Regions from separate parts of the Capra hircus genome. Here region 2 is linked to region 1. The links are chromatin contacts, called in public Hi-C maps. All regions are on one chromosome and are shown on one strand. Each heading gives the region's core, a stretch centred on a gene start, on an enhancer-like site or on the middle of the called end of the contact. The rest is flanking DNA. Distances are from core to core; before and after follow the strand shown.

Evidence for each region. Hi-C and Micro-C count contacts between places; a contact is called where the count stands out from the background.
Region 2: a Hi-C map of blood shows a contact between it and region 1, with 5 times the contacts expected there. The contact joins the enhancer-like site here to the promoter of SSBP3 in region 1. A contact is called at or near these places in 3 of 5 Hi-C or Micro-C datasets (blood and liver).

Annotation. Positions count from the first base shown.
Region 1 is chr3:28,940,727-28,947,679 of ARS1.2, forward strand. It overlaps SSBP3 (single-stranded DNA-binding protein 3), which reads right to left and starts at 5,473. Exons shown (of 18, transcript XM_018044504.1): 1 at 5,020-5,473; 2 at 3,949-4,021; 3 at 3,665-3,726; 4 at 820-904. The coding sequence starts at 5,075.
Region 2 is chr3:29,002,583-29,009,376 of ARS1.2, forward strand. No RefSeq gene overlaps it. Among named protein-coding and RNA genes, the nearest start is that of ACOT11, 39 kb to the right of the region's middle. Within about 2 kb of position 2,954, at least 5 of the 5 cell types and tissues checked have an H3K27ac peak or open chromatin away from gene starts, as enhancers often do.

The sequences.
Region 1 (6,953 bases), core at 4,223-6,722:
TCTTAAGAAACTTACCCAGGGAAAGGGATTGATAAGAGTAGAAAGCACTATACAATGTGATCAAACTTTCTTCACAAGAACATTTTGAACACAGTATTATGCACCAGCCAAGGACCTCAAAGTATCTTGGTGGACACAACACAAGGCCCCCACTCACAAACACACAATGTGCATACACGCTGCTGCTGCTGCTAAGTCACGTCAGTCGTGTCCGACGCTGTGCCACCCCACAGATGGCAGCCCACCAGGTGCCCCCATCCCTGGGATTCTCCAGGCAAGTTCACTGGAGTGCGGTACCTTCTCCGAATGTGCACACACACACACACACACCCAAAAACATAATCTGAAAGATCACTCTGTGGAAAGTAACCTAAGAATCTATTGCACCAAAATCTCACTCAAAACACACCTTCTACTCCAAAACAAAAGTTTCATATCTGCTTTTTATTTTTCTTGACTGTGGTCAACTTTTGCACAAACCCGCACCAAATAGGGTTGGTCACCCCCATTCCCCAGCAGACTGCTCAATCAGAACATAAACCCCACAGGGCTGAGCCCTGCACAACGCCATTTAATGCTCCAGATAGGTGTCTATGCTCTTTTGCATAATTACAACATTATGAAATACCGTTTACCAAGTTAGACAGCTGCCGGAGGAGGGTACGGGGTGAGGGAAGCAGAGAGGTGGGCAGGATAGAAAGAAAGGCAAGGAGAAAACAAAGACCACTGCCAACTGCCTGTGTATTTGCTTTTGGTACTAAAGAAGTTCAAGCTATCCAACCCTGTAATTATTGCCAGGATTAAAAATTTGTTACTCACGTAATCATGAAAGGCTTTTGCTTCACTTGAATGTTCACAAGTGTCTCGCCTTTCAGGAGCTGCACAGTAAAGGTCCCAAAATACGCTGCAAATCGAAAAATAAAATAAGATCAGGTTACTAATTATTACTTGTGTGCCCAATGGCAAGTGTACAATGCATGGTACTAACAGCACCAGGTCTCCCCAAGGCTCAGTCCCACCTTTTCAGCCGTCATTGGGCAAACTCAGTCTACAAAACAAAATGGACCCAACCTCTTCTGACAGCCTGGCATTTGTAGTAAGAGCAATAGTTCTCACCCTTCAGGCACCTACTATGTGCATGCCCATGACACTGCTTGTAACCCCCAAGAGCTGTAAGGTAGGTGATTTTATTCCCACTTTATACACAGGACAACGAAGGCTCAAGCCCATTAGTGCAACACACGCACGGATGCCCAAGGAGGACAGGTAGGAATCTGGATGAAAATCCATGCCCGTCTCATCTCTCATATGAACACCCCCACCTCCACCCAAAATGGCTGCATTTCATTTAAGGATTAAATTGTCAAAGTCACGACTATGATTCATATACATAGAAACCTGGGTGACTCTGGCAATAAAGAGAATCTCCAGGTTCTTAACCCAGAGCCCATACCCTGGAGGCGTTTGGTGTGGTGTAAGGATTCTACCTGTAGGAGTGGGTGACGGGTCTTGTGTGCTTTTGTTTTCTGAGAGAAGTTGTATGGTTGGGGCTGGTGGGTCTGGCCACCACAGATCCCTGCCAGCTCACCCATACTCTCACCTAGGCCCTCCCCCAAGGCATTCCTATATAAAAACAATTCCTCCCCTGCCCATCCAAGAACATAAATCCATCACCCAAAGGTGAGGTTATGGATGATCAAGTATCTTGTTTTTCTACAATGACATAAAGCCCACCCCCCCTCAGACAGCCACTTGTCCAGCAAAAGCAGGGTTGGGGGGAGATTTCCCAGCCTAACTCCCCTCTGTGATTTCTGTATGGTCACCCCAACCCTTTGCATTATGTGAAAACAGACAGACAAATCCTTTGTCAACCAACAAAACCCTATACAAACATGAGGTCATCAGTGGTATCAACAAGAAGCCTTAGAAACCCTCTCCAGGTCAAGAGCCCGAGGCCCAGGGATAGGAACTCGCCTGAAGGGTAAAGTGTGCACCAGAGCAGAGGTCTGACTCCTGGATCAGAGCTCCTGTCGTCATTATAAACAGCCAGCCCAGAAGAAACCATCTCAACTGCCAGTTCTATCTGTCAGCGGACAAGCATCTCACTCCAGGTGCGCGAGGAACGCAGCCTGGCCCTCTTCAGATCCGCTCCACCGCTTCCTCCCACTCCAAAGGCTGTGGTCATCTGCCCGGTGTCAAATCACAGAGTCCCCACTGCCGGAGCCCGGCACGACACACTCTAGTTCCCAAGGCAGAGATAAGGTTGGAGAAGTTGTATATGGGGGGGGGGGGGGGGGGGCGGGCGGTGCAGTGATTAAGCACAGAACAGGATAATCGGGGACTTTTATTAACTGTAGAGGGAGGACAGTCTACTCCTACTAACAGCAGAACATTCCTTTCTGTGCTCTGAGGCTGCACATATTTGATTAACTTTCTCTACATGCTACATTTCTAACACGACAAACTCCCTGGCCCCTTCTGAGTAATTTTTACTCATAAGCCTAAGTGTCTGCAAAGTCCGAGGTGGCCAGACCGGCCAGCCCCAGCCACACAACTTCTCTCGGAAAACAAAAGCACAGAAGACCGGCCACCCACTCCTACAGGTAGAATCCTTACACCACACCAAACGCCTCCAACTCTGCAGTTGCGAGGTTGGCAGAAGTAATTAAAAACTCATCTTCTCTGCAGCAAGTTAGAACAGACACTTCATCCCCCTGCATCTCAAAGACACTTGAAACAGTAACCCGAGCTGGCGGTCAGGTAAAAGTGCTAAGATCCCAAGATGGGGGCACTGAACTGCAGCAAAATATCAAAAACCACTCTGCTCTCTTTTCCTTTTGAAAAAGATGTCAAAGACTCCACCGATCGGTCTCACAAAACACCCAAGTCTTACTCAAAGCAACTGCTCCTGCTAAACCTAAGCCTCCCTCCTGGGGGGCTGCAAACCAGGAGCGGATCTCTGGTGGTCCCAGGCAGGCAGGGCCCAGGGGCCTGGGGAGAGGGTCACAGAAACAGCCCCCAACTACCAACGACAGGCATATGCCAGGTCTCAGTAAAATGAAACCTGGAGGTTCTAGGGCTATTTAGAGGGGTGGGGGCTTGAGGGCGGGAACATCCAGTCAGTCTGAATTAGTATCTTTAAAGGAAGTGGCAGCCTCCTCTTGCTCTTTCTCAGGGTGCCTGGAAAAGGTACCCATGGATCTTTCTCTCAAAGTTTCACTTATAGAGGAAAAAGGAAGGGACAGGCCAGTTGTAAAACAGACCTGGTATCCCAGCCACCGGTCCTGCCCCACCCCCACTCCCTCTAATTAAAGCAGCATGCAGAATTGACAAAAATCCTTTCAGGTTTTTTCCAAGTCCATGCTTACTGCTTCAGAGTGAGATGTAAAAGGAAGGCATTTCTATTGCAACACCAGGCATGATTAGTAGGTTCTCACCAGTGGGAAAATAGGAAGCAGAAACTTTATGCATCGACCTCTGCTGCCCTTTCCCTTCTCTGCCAGTCCTGGTCTGAGGGCCCAGAGGCGCCCTGCTCTCTACCATGCTGAGGACTAAAGCACAGGGAGCCTGCTCCAGACCCCCTGTCTTTGTTCACTTGGACCCCGGGGGGCTCAGAACAAAACACACACACACACACACACACACAAAACTATCACAAACTTACCACCACCACGAGTGCAAAAACCCAGGCGGTTCTCCCAACGTGATGTTTTTTTCCCATCGAATCTAGAATGGAGAGAACAGAGACAGCTCAGGGCAGCAGAAGGAAGGGGTGGGCTGGGGGCTTCCCGGAGCCAAAAGGCTGTGAAGACCAACTAACAATAAATGCCAAAAGGTGATAAAAATTCAAAATGGTGGCCACAGTGGCTGTTCCAGAAAACAAAGGCTTTAAGAACGATGGGGAGGAGGGGGTGTCAAGAACTGGATGACTGGGGGAGTCCCACTCACCTCTGACAAGAAGGTCTGTGCAGACTTCTGTGCTCCTACGTGCAGTAAATATTCGTAGACATATAAAGCTAACCTGGAGAGTGGGCAGGGGGCACAGAGAGAGAGGGAAGGCGTCAGATCACACTGGTGCTCGCTCCTGGACCGTACCAGCCGGCTTCCAACCCTGTCCGTGCTGTCCCATTGTGGCCCCGACCAGAGGTGAGCAGCTAGCTCGGTCCTGCCTGGGGCCAAGGGTTCGAGCAATTAGGGGGTGGGTACCAGGAGACGCGTTTACTTCAAGCCGCGGGGGCTGAAGAGCAGCCCCCGAACTTGAACTTCCAAGTAGCGTCGGGACCAAACCCACCTAGGTCTCTCAAACTCGCAAACCGCCCGACCCCAGAGCCTCGCTTCTTTTCCCGACCTACTCCTTGCCACCAACCCACCCTCTCCCCAGTTTTGAGGGTCCGGGGAGACTCAGTCCTGGACTCCGGGGTGCTCCGCGCTCTGGAGAGGGCAGCAAAGCGCCGCCCTCACCACCTCCCCCCAAAACAACTGTCCCCCAAGCTAGGGCCAAGCCGGCGCCGCTGTCCCTGCCCAGCCCGGCGCCCAGGAGGGCGCGGGGCCGGCGGTGGGGCCGAGGGCAGGGAAGGCAGAGCGCTCCTGGCCGAACAAAGCCCCCGCCACGCACTCCTCAAGCCGCGGGCGGACAAAAGGAGCCTTCGGGGCTGCAAGAAGCCACGCGCCCCCTGCTCGCGCCCGGTGGGCAAAGTGCGGTCACCGCCGCGAGCTCCCCGGCCGGGGCGGATGCCCCGGCTGGCTCGCAGGACCTCGCCCACCCCTCTCCGCGGGGCCCCGCGCCCGGCACGCCCCGGGGCCACCAAATGCCCCCTCCCCGGCGGCGCCCCCCGACGCCCCAACCTCAGCCGGCTCCCAACAATGGGCTCTCCCACGCCGCCCGCCGCGGCCTCGGGAAGGGGCCAGGCTGGCGGCGCCGGGGCCCGGAGCGCAGCAGCCCCCGCCCGCCCACCTGCCTCCCACCACCCGCCCGCAGCCCGGCAGCGGCGCGGCCGCCACTTGGAAAATAGGGCTTACTTTTCCCGAGCCTGCCCGTCCGAGGGCACCGCCGAGCCTTTGCCTTTGGCAAACATGGTTTGCAGAGAAGAGGACGCCGAGCCTCCTCGCCGCCGCCGCCGCCGCCGCTACCGCTCCGGCTGCTCCCGAGCTGCCCCCTCGCTCCCGGCCCCTCCCCGGCGCTCGCTCGCACACTCGCTCGCGCTCTCCTCGCCGCGCTCCCCTCCCTCCCCCCCAGGCGCTGGCTCCGCGCTCTTTCCAGCTGTCAAAGCGTCAGCCCCGGCCGCGGCCCCATCGCCCTGGAACTCCTCCCGCGCCGGCTCGGCCTGGAGTGCCGGTGCCGCCGCCGCCGCCGCTCGCCCGCCGGCCCGGCTGCCCGCTGGCTCGCTCGCGCGCCCGCCCGCCCGGCTCCGCCTGCAGCCGCCCTCTGCGCCTCCTGCACCGCTGCCGCCGCCGCCGCCGCTGGTCTACTTGGAGCTCAACCGAACGTGGCTACCCCGGCGAGGGATCGAGGCGGGCGTCAACGTCCCGCGATTGATTGGCGCCTCGGCCAATCTGCGCGCGGGGGCGGGCCCAGGGCGGCCCGGGAGGGACGCCCTGTCAGCGCCCGGCCGCGGCAGTCCCCGCTGAGGCCGCCGCCGAGGAGCCGCTGTCCCTGCTTCTGCGGGCGAACTGGGGGTGTCCGCGGGCGCGAGCCTCTGTTTTCTCTAGATGTAGGGAGAGGACGCGAATCGAGAAGGGGGAGCTCTAGTCTCCTGGCACCCGCGAAGAGGGGGTCCGACCCGCGGTCTCCGCGGCGTGGACCGCTGGGGAGCGGGTGGGGGGCGGGGGGCTCTGCGGCATAGTCGGAGGGGAGGGGGCGCGGACCCCTGAGCCGAGCACCGCCGGCTCCCTCCCGCCACGTCCCTCTCCCTTATCTGCCCCTCACCTCCCCCAGCCTCAGCCCGCGCCAGCCCAGCCCTGATCTCCCCCTCCCCCTCGCCTGCCCTTCCCGTGGGCTCCGACCCCGACCCCCTCCCCAGACTCCCACTCGCCCCCACCCTTGGCCGCCCCGCCCGTGGTCCTCCCTCTCGCCTAGTCTGGCTTCGGTGCGCAGGGCCCGGGATTCCACGCTGGGAGCTGGGCGGCTTGAGCCGGCGCCGAGGCGCGCGGCTGCTCCTTTACTAGATCATTAAAATACTTTGGAAAACCCCAAAGTGGAGTCGCGCGAAAATGGCCCTTGGCCTGCTTTGGGGAACCTGGGGGAAGGGACTGAAGACTTGGGCTAAGAGAAGGGAGAGTGATTGCTCCCAAATTTCCAAGGTCTGCCCGCCCTAGCAAGTTAGCCCCTCGGCTTCTCCGGGAGAGATGGTGCCATTCCAGGGTAGAGGGGGCTGTCACCTGGGCGCCCCGCTGCGCGGAATACGCGCCACAGAAATCTGCAAACTTCAAATAAATGGAGCTAAATTGGGGAGTGGGGTACGAGAGCCAGCCGTGGGGGGAGGGGAAGCTTCCATTGTCAGTGACCCAGGTGTACAATGGGAAATTGAAGGGGGCTGGCAGAGTGACCCAGCTATTTGCTCCTGACTCCTTTTTGCCCACGCCGAGAACCCGAGGACACACTGAGTGTCCCTCATTAGACACTCTTATGACGAGAAACCAACCAAACAGGGCAAGACTCCCCCATTTTCAGACTGTTTTTAGAGCGCGGTTCTCTTTAAATGGGATAAAACACTGTCTCTTTAAAAGAGTCTAGCAGAAAAAGCTGTGTAAGCGCTGATTGGCTGCCTGTTTGGATACATCTTTAGGGGAGCCTTGAAACTGTTAGCCTAGGTTGATTTTTTTTTTTTTTAACTGCGCTGTTCCAATAAACAAGTAACGCCCCTCCCCCTAACATGCCTCGCACCAAACAATTAAAGGATAGGTCAGTGTCCTGGGGAAAACATGTTTCAAGTAGGAAAACTCAGAACTAGATT
Region 2 (6,794 bases), core at 1,704-4,203, 59 kb after region 1:
ATGGGTGGGGGTGAGGGTGGCAGGGAGGGTTCATGTTGGATCCTGGTACCATCTCCCTGCATCCCGAGTACCCATAGCATCTTCATCTCCTTGCCTTTCCTTGGCACAAGAGATGTCCTTTAACACATGTGGTAAGGGATCCTGGTCCCTTTTAATTAAGAGGATACAAAGAGAGAAGTCAGACAGCTGCCCCCACCCATGGTTGGGAGAGTAAGTGCTCCCCAAATTACACAGCAGATGCCAGGACTCCGGCAACAAGACCCAGCTTGATAGCTTTGTGGTAACCTCAGCCAGCACAATTTTATTTTTATGTTTTAACTCCTTGGTGATATATAGACCTCTCACAGGCAGAAGAAATGTCATCCAGAACTTCTCCCTTGAAAAAAATTTTTTTTCAACTTGCGCAACACATACCCAGTTTAATTAACCCTTTTGTAGGAAGCCTTGGTCTGCTTTGGGCTGGGTGAGAAAATTGTTTCTCTCCTGCAAGGCGGGTGTTGTGCAAATAACTTGAGAAGGAGGCAAAAGATGTGGGGTGGTGTGCTAGCAACTGGTCCTGCTGTGGAAACCAACCACCCTCTGCCCGCGATTAGCCCCTGATCTCTTGGGATCTCTGGGTCCCAAATGATAATTCCTTGGACAGTCCAATGGACAATTAATGATGCGTGCCTCCTCTGGGATCTCTTTTTTTGTCTGCTTTTAAAATTTCAGTCTAAGGTGCCTGTTCTGGTGGTGGTGGTTTAGACACTAAGTTGTGCCCAACTCTTGTGACCCCATGGACTATAGCCCTCCAGGTTTCTCTGTCCATGGGATCCTCCAGGCAAGAATACCAGAGTGGGTTGCCATTTCCTTCTCCAGAGGATCTTCCCAACCCAGGAATTGAACCCCGGTGTCCTGCACTGCAGGCAGATTCTTTACCAACTGAGCTACGAGGGAAGCCTGTTCTATAGGAGTCCTTACACTTCATGTCTGCACCCTTTAAATCTCTATTTCCATAGGCTTGCTATTCAGATCAGGAACTAGAACGTTTTGAATCAAAGCTCACCTCTGACCCCTCCCACTGCCTCATTTCCACATGCTAAAGATAGGAGGCTACCTCTGTATCCTTTCTCTCTGGCCATATGGACTCTGCCTGATGGTTCCTGTATCTGCACCTCTCTCTGGTCTCCCTCACTCAGATTAGTTTTTCAATGCTCAGCTCGGCTCTGTCACTTCCTGGACGACAAAATTGGAGGGGCGAGTCCCTCCCCCACTGTCTGAGGACTGAAGCTCCAACTGTTATGCCTTCAAGGCATAGTGCCCCAAGACCTAGCCCCGGCCTCTGTGCAACCACTCCCCAACCCTGGATATGTTCTCCATGCTCCATTTGTTCAATGTGCAAACGTTTTTTCGAACCCTTACTATGTGCCAGGAGTTGTGTTGGGCACCCAGAAATTAACTGATGCACAATTCCCAGAAACCAAGTGTGTTTCCAGAGCTCAAGGGTTTGGGGGCTCTGAGAAGGGGTGCGGAATTGAGAGAGGGACTGGGCTGCAGCCAGCTCTCTTCTTGCTGGTTTCCTGTTTACTATTAACAGCTGCCCATCCCGCTAACACACAAACGCCCAAGTGAACCTTGGTATGTTTTCAGACCAGCAGCTCAATCACAAACATGAAGCAGGCTACTTGAAATTTGCCTTCAGCTGCCTTGAAAATCTGCAGAGAGACCCCCTTTAATCCCTCCCTGTCTTGCACTCCCCAACTTTCTGCCTTCCTCGCCTCTCCTTGGAGGACATATGGCCCCTTGAAGTTTTTGTTTGCTTGAAGGGAAGGGAAAAAACCCCAAATACCTAGCTTCAGTGTGGAAGTTTCTTCCATTTTTAAAATATTATTAAGCATCAAGAGACAGAGCAATCTGCTTGCAGATACTATACGTGCATAATTAATAAAATCTCATTATTTATTTATAGAGACACACGAAGAACTGGAGAATTAGGGCTATCCCCATTATATATGAAGAGAGGGAGAGAAAGAGTGGGAGAGAGAGGCTAATACTTTTTGAATGTTAGAGCCTTCCAGAGAAGTGAATCTCTCAGTAGGCAATGAATAAGAAAAGGTATCTACTCCTCCTCAGAGTGGTGTTCCGAGCTAGGAAACACCAGAGAGCAGAAACCTGGTTCCGCTTAAAAAAGGAACGGGACCAGCTCGGTGCTCTGAGTGCCCAGGATGCCGGCTTTGGGTACTTGGCAGGAAAGCAGGAGGCACCGTGGAGGGCCTGGCGACAGGGAAAGAGCCAGTCCGGGGATTCTGAAGGAGGGGGACTTAGGCACAGAATCCCTGGTAGGTGGGGGTAGCAGTGGGCACGGTCACACCATGGGCACCACGTAAATTGCCCAGACACCGGCTGAGGTGAGCCCCTGGTTCCGCTGGTCCTTTATAAAGCAGGTAACGGTCACTGAAAGGGGGAGGGGGGCTTTTCTAAATGCCAACTCTGCCCTTGGATCTCTGCATGCCAGATGCCCGGCCAGGGCCGCCAATATCAATAACCCAACTTATTATGTAACAGCCCCTGCGGCCAGGCAGGCAGGGGTCAGAGCCTCCCAGGCTTCTTGAGTTGGGGTGGATCTTCGCTCTCCCTGTTCTCTCTCCCCTCTCTCATTTTTTCTTGAGACATGCTTTAAAATAGAAAACAGGCTTGTGCAGTAACCAACCCCACAGAAAGGGGTAGTTTGGAGGGATGTTTTCCACCCCCATCTCCCTCAAGTGCAAGCAACTCAGGGAGCAGAACACTCAGTCTTCCCGGGGCGGTGGGCTCCGGCGGGGGGCGGGGAGAAGGGCTAGGGAGGGGGTCGGCTTGAGCAGCAGCCCCCGCAGGGTTACCAGGGCGCGTGCAGGGAAACGTCTCAGCAATTCCAGCGCCCAAGCGGAGCGCGCGGGGGGGCGGGGGCGCGCGGCGCGGGGCACCTTGAAACCGCCGGCGGCCGAGCGCTGATTGGCCGAGCCACCGCCTCGGCGTTCCAGCCAGGCGCCCCTCCCCCCGCGCCGTCCACCCCGGAAGGAATTTCCTCCTCTGGCGGCCGCTATTGTTGTCCGCCTTCGCTGTTTGGGTCGGATCGCGTAACCATAGTATCCAAACTGTGTCCGCGCGGGGCCCCAGCCTGGGACCCCTGTGCCCCCAGCCCCTGCAAACCACCCCCCCCACTTTTTTTTTTTTTGCAGCCTACTTATCATGACTTCATCGGACTCCGGGGAGCAGGAGAGGGGGATGGGGCGGGGGGAGCTGGCCCGCTCCTGGCGGCCCTTACTCCGAGATGTTTTCAATTATAATTTTTTTTAAAAAAGTCTGCTTTGTGGGTTCGGGGCTTTTAAATTCTTCCTACTCCCCCCCACTTCCATTAAACCGTTGGACCAAACTTGAGTGGGATTTTCCCTCCGTTTCCCCTTCACCGTCTTCACCCTGACTTTGCTGCTCACATCTGAGGCTGGGGAGACAGCAGAAGTCACCCCCCAAACCCAGCCCCTCAAGCTCGGCCTGTGCCCCGGTCCCTGGGCCTGGGCTTGAGCTGGAGAAGGCGAGGTCGGACCCTGCAGCCCACACCCTCTACCCCGGGGCGCTTCCTGGCGGGGTTGGGGGACCCGTGGAGAAGGAGGTACGGGGGTGCATGCCTGCCAACCCCTTATCAAAGGGATGCGGGAGTGACGGGGGAAACAGCTGACAGGTTCTTGGGAAAACAAGCCTCCTCTCCCCTCAGATTTCTCCCTCAGATCTCTGAACACAGAGACATCCTAGTCCGCGCGAGCAGCCTGAGACCAATACCTGTTCTCTACTCCTGCGAAAAAACAAAAATAGAAGCCTTGTCCTTGCGAAATATTTTGCTGGGAGAGGTGGGGGGTGTGGGGGGGCGCTAGCAGTAAGTCCGCACCCGGGCTGTGGGCAGCGCGGGAGCCCCCAGGACTGGGGCTGGCCGCGGGGGGCGGTGTGTGTGCCGGGGGGTGTCAAACATTCCCAGAACTCAAGTATTCTCCCGGCGCCCGTTGGGGCGGGGGCAGCAGCTGCGGCGGCCCAAGTTCGGGGCAACACTGCCCCCTAGGGGCCACTGCAGTAAGTTTGCAGCCGGGGCGGCGAGGGGCCTTAAGGACGGAGTCAATGGTACCTGGGCAGGGGCGACAATAACTCCCCCGGTGACCGGTGACAGGCCTGAAGAGGGCTTCCAAGCACCCGTTCTAGGGGCGGGGAAGATGCGATGGTGAGGTTTTGTGTTTGCTCTAGAATCTAAAACTTTGGCAGACTGGGTGCATCCTACTGGCTTCCAGTGGTGGAATGGGCCTTTTAATATCAATGAATCTGGTACCCTTTTTGTGCAGTTAAGGAAACTGAGTCCCAGAGAGGGGAGCGATTTGCTCAGGGACATGGTTTTGCACCCAATCCTTCTGGGGTCCTGTGGGGTTTTTGAATTCACAGTCTTCCTTCATCCCTTAGTGGCTCTTGTAAACCTTGTAGAGAGGTTTATCAGAGGCAGTATAGGACATTTACAGATGAAAAATCAGTCCTACAGCAGGGTGAGAACTCAAGTCCCCTGTCTTTCAGTCCAGCTCTCTATACTATGGGGACTTGGAGGGACTTGAACCATAGACTCAACTAGCTGGTCAGCTCTTCATTTGGGGGGATGGCTGTGGTGCTCAACACCCATTCCTACCAGACCAGCGTGTAAGTGGCTGCTCCAGGCCGAGGGGCTCCAACAGAAGAGTGTGGGTCTGCTGAAACCTGAGTTGTAGGTTCCTAAACTGTTGCTGTCTCTGGGCCTCAGTTTCCCCATCTCTAAAATGGGGAGTGGGCAAGCAAGAGGAACAGAAAGGCATCTTGTATCTCCAGTGTTCAGAGCTGCTGTACTGCTTCTCCTTGTCTTTTGTCTGTCTCACCCTCTCTCCTCGGCTCTCCCTTGCTCCTCAGTTGGGGGTCGGCTGGGCTGGCTTCTTGAGCCCGCCCTTCCTCCCTTCCGGCAGGGCTTCTGCGGCTGCCCCTCCCCTTCCCTCCCCTCCTGGCTGGCGCAGAGCAGACTGCGGGAGGGAGCAGTGGGCAAGGAGCCAGCAGAGCGTCCAGTCAACCCCTTGGGAAAACAGGGGTGGGTGTGTGTGTGTGTGTGTGTGTGTGTTGGGGAGGGGTGTGTGTGTGTGTGTGTGTGTGTGTGTGTGTGTGTGTGTTGGGGAGACATTGTCAGAGGTAGCAGCTCGGCTCAGCAGGGGCAGAGTCCCTAGAGGTTATTTGTGTCCAAGGTGACTGGTGTCCGAGCTGGCTGCTGGCCTCCTTCCTCTCTCCCTAGAGATTCGAGGAGCTGCACAGGGAGTCCTTTCCACTCCTCTCTCTCCCTTGCCGCCCACGAACAATCAGGCACCAAGTCTGGTCCTTTCTCCCCTTAAATATCTCTCCAGTTGTTCCCTTCTCCACATCTCTTAGCCACCATCTTAATCTGCCAGCTTGCTGGTATCCAGGGGGCTTGAAACTGGCCCCTCCACCAAGCCTTCTGAACCACAAAGCACATATTCCCATGCTGCTTCTGTCTATGCCCTGCGTTTCCCTGCCCTGTGGATCAGCTGCAGGCTGGTGAGACCCTCCATGATCTAGGCCTTTCCACCTTGACCATCTCATTTTATTTCTCTCAGATGCATCTTTTGTGTCTTAGTGATACATGCATGTGGGCGTCCCTGGTGGCTCAGATGGTAAAGAATCCACCTGCAATGCGGGAGACCTGGGTTCGATCCCAGGGTTGGGAAGATCCCCTGGAGAAGGGCATGGCAATCTACTCCAGTACTCTTGCCTGGAGAACCCCCATGGACAAAGGAGTCCTTGGGGTCACAAAGAGTCGGACGACACTACATGTGACCTCCGGAGCCTGCCCTGCTCCTTAGACTTGCACAGGCTGTCACTGTGAGGTCCTGCCAGGGCTTGGAGATACTGAGGTGAACCAGCCTTCCCTGCAGAAAGCATAGTGGTGTAATGATGGTTGGCAGAATGGTGTCTTAAGAGACCTGTCACTCAGTCTGGGGGGAAATCAGGGAAGGCTCCCTGAAGGAGGTGATCCTTGTGCTGAGTCCCAAGGGAGAAGTAGGAATTAGCCAGATAAACAGAGCTAAAGGGGAGACAGTTCATTCAGGGAGAGGGAATGGCAGGAATAGGCAACAGCACGGGCAAGCGCAAGACATGAGGGAGCATGACCTTTAATGAAACCGAAGATGGCGTGGCTGAAATGTAAGGGAGAGGACAGTGGGGAAGAGATGCGACTGGAGAGGGAGTCAGATCCGGGTGGTCCTTGTGTGCGGGCCTGAGGAGCTGTGATTGTCACATCCAGTCCCTAGGGAGCCTGGAGAGGTTGCTGAGCCCTGGGCTGGACAGCAAGGAGCTCGCAGACTAAGGCAGATAAAGAATAAACCGGGTCAGAGCGGAATGAAGAGATCCCAGTGAGGACGTTCTAAAATACACACCTGTTAATTCCTGCTCTCAACATCTTCCTTGGCTCCTTGCTGTCCTGAGGGGCAAGCCCTCTGCTTTGCATGGCATTCAAGGCCCTTGCTGGCCTCTGCAACTCACCACAGCAGAACCCTCATACTCCCATTACTCCAGCCAACTGAGTTATCTGCATTTCCCCCGATAGACTGTGTTCCCACCAACCGTCAGAGCGGTACCCACACCATTTGCTCTGCCTGGAATCCTACTGTCGTTCACCTGTTAAATATTTTTTTTTTTTGACTGCGCAGCATTTGGGATTCTAGTTCCCTGATCAGGTATCGAACCTGTGTCCCCTGCAGTGGAAATGCAGT